Linked DNA regions of Mus musculus: regions 2 and 3 are each linked to region 1. Evidence: chromatin contacts called from public HiChIP or PLAC-seq data. All regions are on one chromosome and are shown on one strand. The core of a region is the stretch at or near the end of the contact, and the rest is flanking DNA. Distances in the headings are between cores, read along the strand shown. Region 1 overlaps Dennd1a (DENN/MADD domain containing 1A). Region 2 holds the start of Gpr21 (G protein-coupled receptor 21). Region 3 overlaps Dennd1a (DENN/MADD domain containing 1A).

What was found. HiChIP or PLAC-seq counts read pairs in DNA pulled down with a chosen protein or histone mark.
Region 2: a contact with region 1 is called in an H3K4me3 HiChIP or PLAC-seq map of embryonic basal ganglia, with 2.8 times the contacts expected there. The contact joins the promoter of Gpr21 here to the enhancer-like site in region 1. A contact is called at or near these places in 3 of 39 promoter capture datasets (the 3T3-L1 cell line, neural stem cells and second pharyngeal arch cranial neural crest), 1 of 15 datasets of contacts at CTCF or cohesin (large pre-B cells), 1 of 484 Hi-C or Micro-C datasets (nephron progenitors) and 1 of 115 datasets of contacts at active chromatin or transcription factors (embryonic basal ganglia).
Region 3: an H3K4me3 HiChIP or PLAC-seq map of embryonic forebrain shows a contact between it and region 1, with 4 times the contacts expected there. The contact joins two enhancer-like sites. A contact is called at or near these places in 10 of 39 promoter capture datasets (the 3T3-L1 cell line, 3T3-L1-derived adipocytes, the HPC-7 cell line and 6 more), 6 of 484 Hi-C or Micro-C datasets (cerebellum, cortical neurons, embryonic stem cells and 2 more) and 1 of 115 datasets of contacts at active chromatin or transcription factors (embryonic forebrain).

Annotation. Positions count from the first base shown.
Region 1 is chr2:37,817,412-37,820,563 of GRCm38.p6, forward strand. All of the region lies in intron 19 of Dennd1a (DENN/MADD domain containing 1A), which reads right to left. Among named protein-coding and RNA genes, the nearest start is that of Crb2, 43 kb to the left of the region's middle. Within about 2 kb of position 1,625, at least 24 of the 459 cell types and tissues checked have an H3K27ac peak or open chromatin away from gene starts, as enhancers often do. A contact at or near this core is called in cortical neurons, embryonic basal ganglia and embryonic forebrain, where this site is marked.
Region 2 is chr2:37,515,085-37,518,291 of GRCm38.p6, forward strand. Gpr21 (G protein-coupled receptor 21) reads left to right here and starts at 1,542. Exons shown (of 2, transcript NM_177383.4): 1 at 1,542-1,615; 2 at 1,975-3,207. The coding sequence starts at 2,360. The region is part of intron 13 of Rabgap1 (RAB GTPase activating protein 1); the gene reads left to right.
Region 3 is chr2:38,142,370-38,145,634 of GRCm38.p6, forward strand. The region is part of intron 3 of Dennd1a (DENN/MADD domain containing 1A); the gene reads right to left. Among named protein-coding and RNA genes, the nearest start is that of Dennd1a, 140 kb to the right of the region's middle. Within about 2 kb of position 1,917, at least 39 of the 459 cell types and tissues checked have an H3K27ac peak or open chromatin away from gene starts, as enhancers often do. A contact at or near this core is called in cortical neurons and embryonic forebrain, where this site is marked.

The DNA of each region.
Region 1 (3,152 bases), core at 375-2,874:
GGGAAGGAGGGAGCAACTGACAACTCCACAGAGTGCCCAGCTAAGCCAACTTGCTTCTCAGGGTACCGTATGCCCTGTCTTCCAGTAGGGCTAAAGTGGATGCTGCACAAAGCACAGCTTACGGTGGCAGTGGGCACACGAGGGCAGCAGGCAGCTTCCTACACTCACCTCTTACTACACTGTGGGTAGATGGGTTATTCTGAGCTGCCACAATAGTGAAGCCACAGAGGAAAGGATGCCCACTTCCTTGTCCCATCAGAGCCCGTGATAGATGTTAGGCTGTGAATTTCTGGGTACTCTTAGAATGAGTCTCATTTGGTCTAATCAGTATTATGTGACTTTGTGTATGGTACCATCACCTCTGACCACTTCTAATGTCACAGAGATTGGGAAGAGAGCTGAGAATGTCTCTCTGTGGCTCCTGCTGTTCATGCAGATGAGCCAGCATTGCAGCAGGTATAGGGAGCATGCATTCTCTGCAGCTGCAATGAGACACTGGCTGACAGACGAGAAAGACAGTGCCCACACTCCATTACAACAACCCTTCTTCAGAACAACCCTCCCGCCCCCCAGCAACTGGTGGGCGACACAAAACAATGGCTTAGGAACAAGATTACAGAGGCTGGCTGCATACAAGACCAATCTCGATAGAGTCTCATGGAACCCTCAGGTCTGCGCACGTCTGACCAAACCAAAGATTTTCCTGTGGAGCGGCCAGTCTGAGCTCAGACGTCTTTGGCAAATCAGAGATGTGGTAAAGGCCAAGAACATTCCACAAAACATGCTGTCTTCTTCCACGGAGCTATTGTTAAGACTTAACCACAGGGTGTGGGTAACACACTGGTGTGGACATTGCACAGAGTGTGAGCTCCAGAAATGCTTGCCTGCTTCTTTGTGATCGAGATGCCCCCTTTTATCAATAGCAAAAGGAAGGAGGGGAGGTGCCTGTAAGAAGATAGATTGCAGATAGTCTTAATCCTTTTAGCATCCTGTGAGGTGCCTGGTACATAGTGGAACTTCAGCAAGATTTGTAGACAGGCCAATGTTACTGTCTGGAATCTAACAGCAGTAAATACTGCTGTGGTTGTCATTGTTATTAGAAAGGTGCCTGCCACTCAACAGACATTTGGTCAACATTTGCCGAATAAATACATGGCTATATCTGTCCCCACTCTCATATGGAAGTGGTTTCCCCAGCAAGGCTTCTTGGATCCCTGAGACTCTGCCTACAAAGGAAGAGAATGCAGCTGGGTGGAAGAGCTCTCCTGCCCTTGCCAGGGACCTGGGGACTGAGTTCAGGAAGGTCAGACATTATGGCCTGTCAGCTTGTCCCACACAGGGCTGCTCCTTACTACAATGAAGACAGGTTAAGAATGTGAACTTGCCACTGAAATGGGGGGATTAAGTTTGTGGCAACTTCAACTGAACTTGCAACGTGGTGAAACATGGGGAAAAAGAACAACAGAGCTAATTAGACGAGCTGAGCTGTCAGAGTGCTGCTGAATGGCTCAGCGCCAACAAACAAAAGGAATGGGTTGGCAATCAGCAGGATCGATGGAGGAGACTGCTTCATTAGGGATGATAAAACAGACAGAGGAGGGAGAGGAGGGAGGGGTGAGGGAGGGTGGGAAAGACACAACGGACCAGAGACAGTCACCCCTGTGGTTACAGACCCACCCAGAGTCACACATTCCTCACTGGTGTAGGATTATCATTATAGACAAACACCCAAATGCACCAGGGCTCAGAGACTGCAGTGTATATACAGTCTTACAAACAGATATCCACAAAGGCAGGCATTAAGAGGTAATGGTGCATTCTCTCTCTCTCTCTCTCTCTCTCTCTCTCTCTCTCTCTCACACACACACACACACACACACACACACACACACACACACACACCCCATGCAGTGGCAGGCTACAACCAGGCCTAGACACACAGACAACTGGTTTAATCAAAGACAATGCAGATAAACCCCTGTGTATTTCAGCAGTACCATCCTTCTTCTGGGGTGCTTAGCAAGGGTGAAGCCTGGGTGGAGGGGAAAACCACTCTCATACACAACAGGGGCTGGCCCACCACTGCTAAGATCTCAGCAGCACCAGGGGAGAGAATGCTAAACAGGGCTTTCCAGATCTGTTTGGGGGGACTAGAGAGGAAAGTTGGGAAGCCAGCCAATTCCCCACCGGATTCAAAACCTGAGAAATCTAAGTCGGCAGGGTTAAGTGTGTATTGAATACAAAAGCACCAAGTACATTTGATTTTAATGGTGAGCAAGAAATAATAAATAGCTGATAAAGTGCTTCACATGTGGCCCACAGCAGCCTGCCTCTCCCTTCTCCCTGGTGGCTCCAGACACTGCCCTTCATCCAGGAGACACCAGCATGATTTTCTTTTGCTCTTTCTTTCTCCTTATTAAGAAGACCCCTCAGACCCTCTGGTCATAGCCAAGCTCCAGCCACAGGTGCTGGGCTACACAATCCCTCCTGTCAAGGCTGAGTGCCTACCATCCCATGGCTTTTCCACCCAGGCCAGCAGCTGTTGTACTCAGCCATGTTTATAGCCAGTGACCTGGCAAATCCTGACATAGAATCATGTCAGGCTGTCCTCTCTGTGACCCTTAAGAGTTCCATGATCCAGGTCTCTCGAGTTTCTTTCCATCCAGTGTGGGCTGGTGTCTATGAATGCATCCAGAATACATAATAGTCCCTGTGGCCTGGGAACCCTGGGTCCCGTACAACATATCTTCTAGCCTCCTAGTCTGTCTCTCAGTGGGTATGCTTGCAGAAGAGGGGAAGCCCAAGAACACGGCCAGTGAATTACCTCTTGCCCTGGCTAGGGGCAGAGGCAGACACTACCCAGTCTTCTTTTGGGACAACATTGCTTCCTCAAGTTCTCAGGTGCTTGGGCACCCTACAGTTTACCCAATTCCCACAATAATGAGACTACAGTACACAAGAGCTGTCTCTAGTACTTGAGCTACCATGCCTTGAATCACATTGAACCCCTGGCTGTCCTAGAGCCCAGGCCTCTAAGACTGCCTGGAGCTCCCTACCAACTACCTATGGCTGCCAAAAGCCATCTGTTGAGAACTTGAGAGGTAGGTCTGGTCTCAAAGGCCAGCTGGTCTCTTACTATCTCTGTAGTCTTG
Region 2 (3,207 bases), core at 292-2,791, 300 kb before region 1:
AAAGATAAGTGTGGCTTGAATTGGGGTGCTGGCAACACTTTTTAAGACCTTCAGTAGGTGATTAAAGCATTAGATGGTGCCAGACCTGTCATTATTTTATCTATTCCTTACCTTAAATAAAGTATAATTTACAAAGTAGTCATAGGGAGAGGTTAAAAGTAATAGATAACCATAAAATAGCTATAACAGTATGTGTTGCGATATTATGTGAATGTTGGCTGTCTCAAACTGTAGGGTTTTTTTTCATCCAGTGTTTTCAGACTACAGCTGTGCTGATATACTGGATTATAAAATTGCAGATCAAGAGACTGATGGATATATTGTGTAAGAGGTTCTCAGGGGTAGAACCCTCAGCATACATGTGCTAGGGACTGGGAGAGTAGGAACAGGAGTACCTCAAGTTATCTGTGAGTGACAGTGACTTAAATACAAAAATCTCTGAGGCAGGAGGCTGTCCCTTCTGTGCTGCTCTTCTCTACTGAGGCCTGTCACATTATGTTATTTGTCTCCTTGAACATGTCTCGGGGGTCCTTACTTTCCTGAATTAAAGTGTTCACACTTCACTGAGCTGTGATTGTAAGCATCCTTTGCCCACAGTAAGAAAGCATGGATAAAAATAAATAAAAATACAAGTTGGATCACATGGTTCTTTGTTCAAGTGTACAGATCTCCTAGGATTACTACAGTTGCAGCATTTGTTTTCCTTTACTGATGATGTGAGGCTTTATTCAGGCAAAATTATACCATTCCCACAGCACCCAGTTTATGAAAACGGAAAGCACCCTTTATGACATTATCCAAAAAAGTAGTGTGTTATTTCAATTTGCATTGTTTTAGATAAGTAGAAACAAGATTGAACTGTAAGATTCAAAGACTTGGTACCTAAATATCTGTGTACTGTCACTCCACTCAAGTGGAGTACCTAACTAAACTGAGGAAGAAGGAGAGAACAAATAGCACCATTTCCAAATATTAGCCAATATCTAATAAATGATAAAGGAAAATTGAGGCTGAATATTGTCTCTCAGCTGTAACGTCTTGTGCAGCTGAATTAGACTTCCTCGGGTGCCATGTACTGTTACCATGCTTCCTTCCTGTGACACTGTCCTTTGTTCTTAGGGACACAAAAAAATAGGACTTTCCCCCCTCTCTCCTCTGGTACTGTACTTCAGCCCAAATCCCAACTCCTCCCTCTCTCCATCCCCACCTCTGCCCATGTTTCTTACTGGCAATCTGAATTCTGCTCATTTACCTATGAGGAAGATTGCCGACCGACAAGGAAACAGCTTTCAGATACATCCTGTGGGCGCACCAAGCCAGCGCCTACTGTGCCGTCGGGAATTCCTCTATGGGAATAAATGGTAATGAGTTGTCCAGCACGCTAGAGTGTGTGTGTGCCCTAGCACACAAGTTGCCCTGCCCTGCCCTGCCCTGCCCCACCCCCTTTCTTCCTTTTCCCAAGCCCCTCTCTCTGCTTCTCCTCCTACTCCTTTAGCCCCTCCCTCTGTGCCTTAGTTCTGCAGTAGGCTGGCTTTACGAACATTCCTGCATTGCAAGGCTTTCGGTTAAGGATGTATTGTGGCTTTTGTTTGGATTTCAGCATGCAGAATCACAGGTAACACTCTGAAATTGAGCTAAGCAGATAAATTGTATTAAGGTGTTTGCAGAGATATAATAGTACATTGGATTTAATGGAGAAAATAATCTTGGTTAATTTTTATCAATGATAATGTCTTCAGGATTACCATAAGGAGATTCTCCTACAACACGTAAAATAAAAGAAAATGAGGGTTTATAATTTCTTTATGTTGATCTTGGAAGCATGGTATTGCTGTTCCTCCAAAGTAAGGGCCGTTTATGGAGGAGGCTGCTTAGGGTGAAGTGGGAGGGGTGCTGGCAGTCAGAGCTAGCTAGGTTCTTTGTCTAGGATGTGGAATGCAAAATGTAAAATGCTCTCTCCTTTTCTTCTATCAGCTGTTCAGAGGAGACTCATTACAACTCCTGCTGAAGCTACTAATCTTCCTCCCTCTGCCCCTCCCCCACCCACACTTGGCCTGAAGACACTGTCCCCAGTTTGCCTTACTCCCTTGCTATGTGTTTGGTGAAACTGGCAGTATGGCTGCGTCTGGGACTGGCCAGACAACTGCTGTTGGCTTTCCCTATTCCAGGAAGAATTTAAAGGGAAATTGTACAGCAGGCAGTATACCCACCACAGCAGCAACCTCAGGAACGTGATGACTAGGGCTCCCTGGCTTTGTCACAGGCATGCAAAGCTGACTGCAGTGACAGTAGCTGCTCCTGAGAACTGAGACAGCAGCCAGGTGGCAGCATGAAGTGAGAGCCAGTTCCTGAGCACGAGATGAACTCCACCTGGGATGGTAATCAGAGCAGCCATCCTTTCTGTCTTCTGGCACTGGGCTACTTGGAAACTGTCAGGTTCTGTCTTTTGGAAGTGCTGATTATTGTCTTTCTAACTGTATTGATTATTTCTGGCAACATCATTGTGATTTTTGTGTTTCACTGTGCACCTCTGTTGAACCATCATTCTACAAGTTATTTTATTCAGACAATGGCATATGCTGACCTCTTGGTTGGGGTAAGCTGCCTGGTCCCTTCCTTATCACTCCTCTACTACCCTCTTCCGATTGAGGAGGCCATGACTTGCCAAGTATTTGGTTTTGTAGTGTCAGTTCTGAAGAGTATCTCTATGGCTTCTCTGGCCTGTATCAGCATTGATAGATATATTGCCATCACTAAGCCTTTAACCTATAATACCCTGGTTACTCCCTGGAGACTACGCCTCTGTATTTTTCTGATTTGGCTGTATTCCACCCTGGTCTTCCTGCCTTCCTTCTTCCACTGGGGTAAACCCGGATATCATGGAGATGTATTTCAGTGGTGTGCAGAGTCCTGGCACACCAACTCCTACTTCACATTGTTCATCGTGATGATGCTGTACGCCCCAGCTGCCCTCATTGTCTGCTTCACGTATTTCAACATCTTCCGCATCTGCCAGCAGCACACAAAAGAAATCAGCGAAAGGCAAGCCCGATTCAGCAGCCAGAATGGGGAGACTGGGGAACCCCAGACCTGTCCAGATAAGCGCTATGCCATGGTCCTATTCAGAATCACCAGTGTGTTTTATGTCCTCTGGTTGCCATACATCATCTACTTCTTGCTGGAGAGTTCTACTGGCTGCAGCAGCCG
Region 3 (3,265 bases), core at 667-3,166, 330 kb after region 1:
TTTGGTTACCATTTCATACAATTCACATTTTGTGACATCAGTGGTACAGAAATAGACTTCACTTTACCCTTCTAAACTGTTTTAGCTTGATCGTTTCCTTAATCATTTATATTCCTGTTATCTGAGCAAGTGTGTTACCAACAATTCTAAAAGGAAAGGGAAAAGGTCTCAAGTCAGCAAATACCAAAGCAACAGGGTAGATGCAGTAAAACTACAAACACAATTTCCCCCAAGAAGTTATTTGCCCTCAGGAAAATACTATTTAGAGAAAGGAAGAAAGAGAGAGAGAGAGAAAGAGAGAGAGAGAGAGAGAGAGAGAGAGAGAGAGAGAGAGAGAGAGAGAGAGAGAGAGAGAGAGAGAGAGAAATGAAGGAAAAAGAGCACTGATAAAATACTATTTTGTAAGCATATTAAAAGCTGTCAGCTTTTAAATATTTTAAATGCACACAAAAATGTGCACAGATGGGCATCTTTTCTGCTCACATTAGTCTAGAAAAAAAAATCTTTCATTATCAAGCTCAAAGTCCTTGAATTTTTTAAACTTAATTGTGCCTCTATTTCTTAGAATTCACACCCCAAGGCCAAAGCTTTCCTGCCACCAGTCCTTCAAATCTGACTTGGACATTACACGGGAGGAGGCTCCAAGCCTCCCTGAGGTCTCACTCCTTTTACAACACACGAAAAAGCAGTCGATAATGGGCCCATGCTGAATTCACTGCTCCCCACGTCTCCTCTTGGGACACAAGCCTAGCAGATGTGATAAAAACTGTGTCAGAGAAGTGGCTCTAGTTTGTGCCTTAATGACAACTTAAACCTCTACACCAATACAACCAAGAGATGAACAGAGCTGCCTGTTACCTCTCTCTGCTGCCAATCTTCCAATACCTTGGAACTAAATTAGCGCCTCTCCCCACAACTTCCCCTGCCACCCCTCAAAACCTATTCTAATTTTAAAAGATAAATGAGTTCAGAAAACACACTGGTGGCACAAGTGTCTGGGTGCTGTGTGTGTGGATGTCCTATAATTAAACGCTGACACATATTTCATAGAGTTTGTATTTTCTCAAGGTATGATTGAACATTCAGATGTCATAAAAGACTGCCTACTAAACTCCCTCTGATCACCACCCCAGTACCCATATTCACATATACCGCTGGGAGATTTACAGCCTCCAAAAAAAAAAATGCTTCAAGGTCTAAAGATTATTTTTAAACATGTTCAAACATAAGAGAGGTGATATTCCAAGTTAATGAAACATTCTAATTATTAAAATTTATACAGGACAATTTCTTAAACCATAGGCGGTTATACTTTTCTTTTAACTCATAAGAACTCTTTGTCTTATCTAATGATATGGTACCATAAAAATCTATTTAAATGTGTACCTCTGATAACATTTTCTAAATTCTATAATTCAGCCTTCAGATGATGGGTCTTTTAACCCAGTATCTTGAAAGCCTATTCAGCCACAATTGCATACCCACTTAATCAGCAATCATTGTTCTGGGATGTGGGACTTTGTTGTCAAGACAAGCACCAAAACCTTTAAAAAAAAATTTTTTTTTTTTTCAGAACTGGCATAAGAAAAAAGTGATCTTTGTCAGACAAGGACAAATTTATGCAAATCTTTTATAAACATTCACAAACATTTATTTAGCTTTTGAAATGTTGGCCTCATTTGAGAGCATGAAAATGAGGGGGAAGTAGAAAAACGCAAAGGACAGCTTAGAAGCTGGCACGCTACATAAATATTCAGAAGGAAGATTATAGGATTCATGTTAGGCTGTCTTAGGCTTCTCCAAAGTCCACATAGAATAGCAAAGAACAAAACTAACGAGAAGTGCAGCAGATGTTAGACAATGCATCGGCCTCTTTTCCTCTCTCACTTGGCTATACTTGGACGCTTTTATATTTCCTTTCAATATGGTTAGGTCATTCAAGGATTCTCCTATAGACTCTGTATTGTGGCTACAGATCTATAAGCTGGGGGTCTGTCAGCTTTCCAAAAGTTTCCAATGAAAAGGCATTATGCAAATTCTACCTCTCTTACCCTCTTTCAGGGGGGAAAAAAGCCTCCAGTATGCAGTCATCAGAGTATTGGAAGCCCCAGCCTTCATTTCTGTATGGCTGTGTTTGCCTCAGGGCCACGCTGCTTGTTTTGACAGTGGATCCCCCTAGATAGTTGGGATTAGTCGAGCTTGTTTGGATAAACTTGAAATCAAGGCCTTCTCTAGGTAGACAGCTAGATGTAGCTACCGAGTTTCCAGCTGCCTCCTCCTTTCATCCCCAAACAACTGCAGATTCACAGTAGCTATCACAGCCACAGGCTATGTCACATACATAAGTACAAAATTAAAGGCTGCTAAAAGAAGCCTTTGTAAGTCTTAGTGCTAAAATAAGGAATCTGTACTGCTTGGTTTATACAAATTATTCTAGCACTACCAGTATGGAACTGAACCTATCAGTTAACAAGGCATGTTAATCAAGGCTCCTAGCTTATTCTGATAGACAGGATCATGGTTTAGTATTCACCTAACCTCCACTTATTAGCTCTTACATGAGGATAATAGCTGAAAATGTTGAAAAGGAAATAGCAGTCTTTATTTATCCAGTGCCAGGGAATGTTAGAAAGATACCATCAACAAACACTGCAAGCAGAAAACAGGAATCAAAGTGTAAATATTAGACCTGCTTTGGAAAGAGTATTATTTAGGAATGATTAAACAGGGTTCCACTGCACAGCCATCTCTATTTCACAACTAATATTTCTCCAATCTTATAATGAAAGGAGGACAGGAGGAGGAGTTAGGACTGAGGAAACTTACAGTCAGAACACACTGATGGCATTCTGTTACTGAGACAGAAGGCAGGTGATATGAAACACTAGCAAAATAAGAAAACTATGTAAGAGGTTTCCTAAAATCTAGCATTCAATATTTTACACTTTTTTAATCTCTTCAAAAGGCTAGCAAAATATAAGAAAATAATTCAACCTCATATATATGTTTAATTTACTTTAGTTTCAACACACACAAACTAGCAATTACCTGTGGCTGCTTGCGACCAGCAAAGGCTTTTCTAGAACATTTTCTAGATTTTTTTCTGTGACCCATAATGTTTGTAAGTCCTTTTCCCTTACAATGTCAACTCACACAAGGCAGCTTTCAATCAAATCTTTCACTCATCATCATGTATTCTCAGGAGTCAGCAGCTTAGGTCACTATTTCAAAGAGAAGCCCTAAGTACTGAAGCTATTCTAAAGCT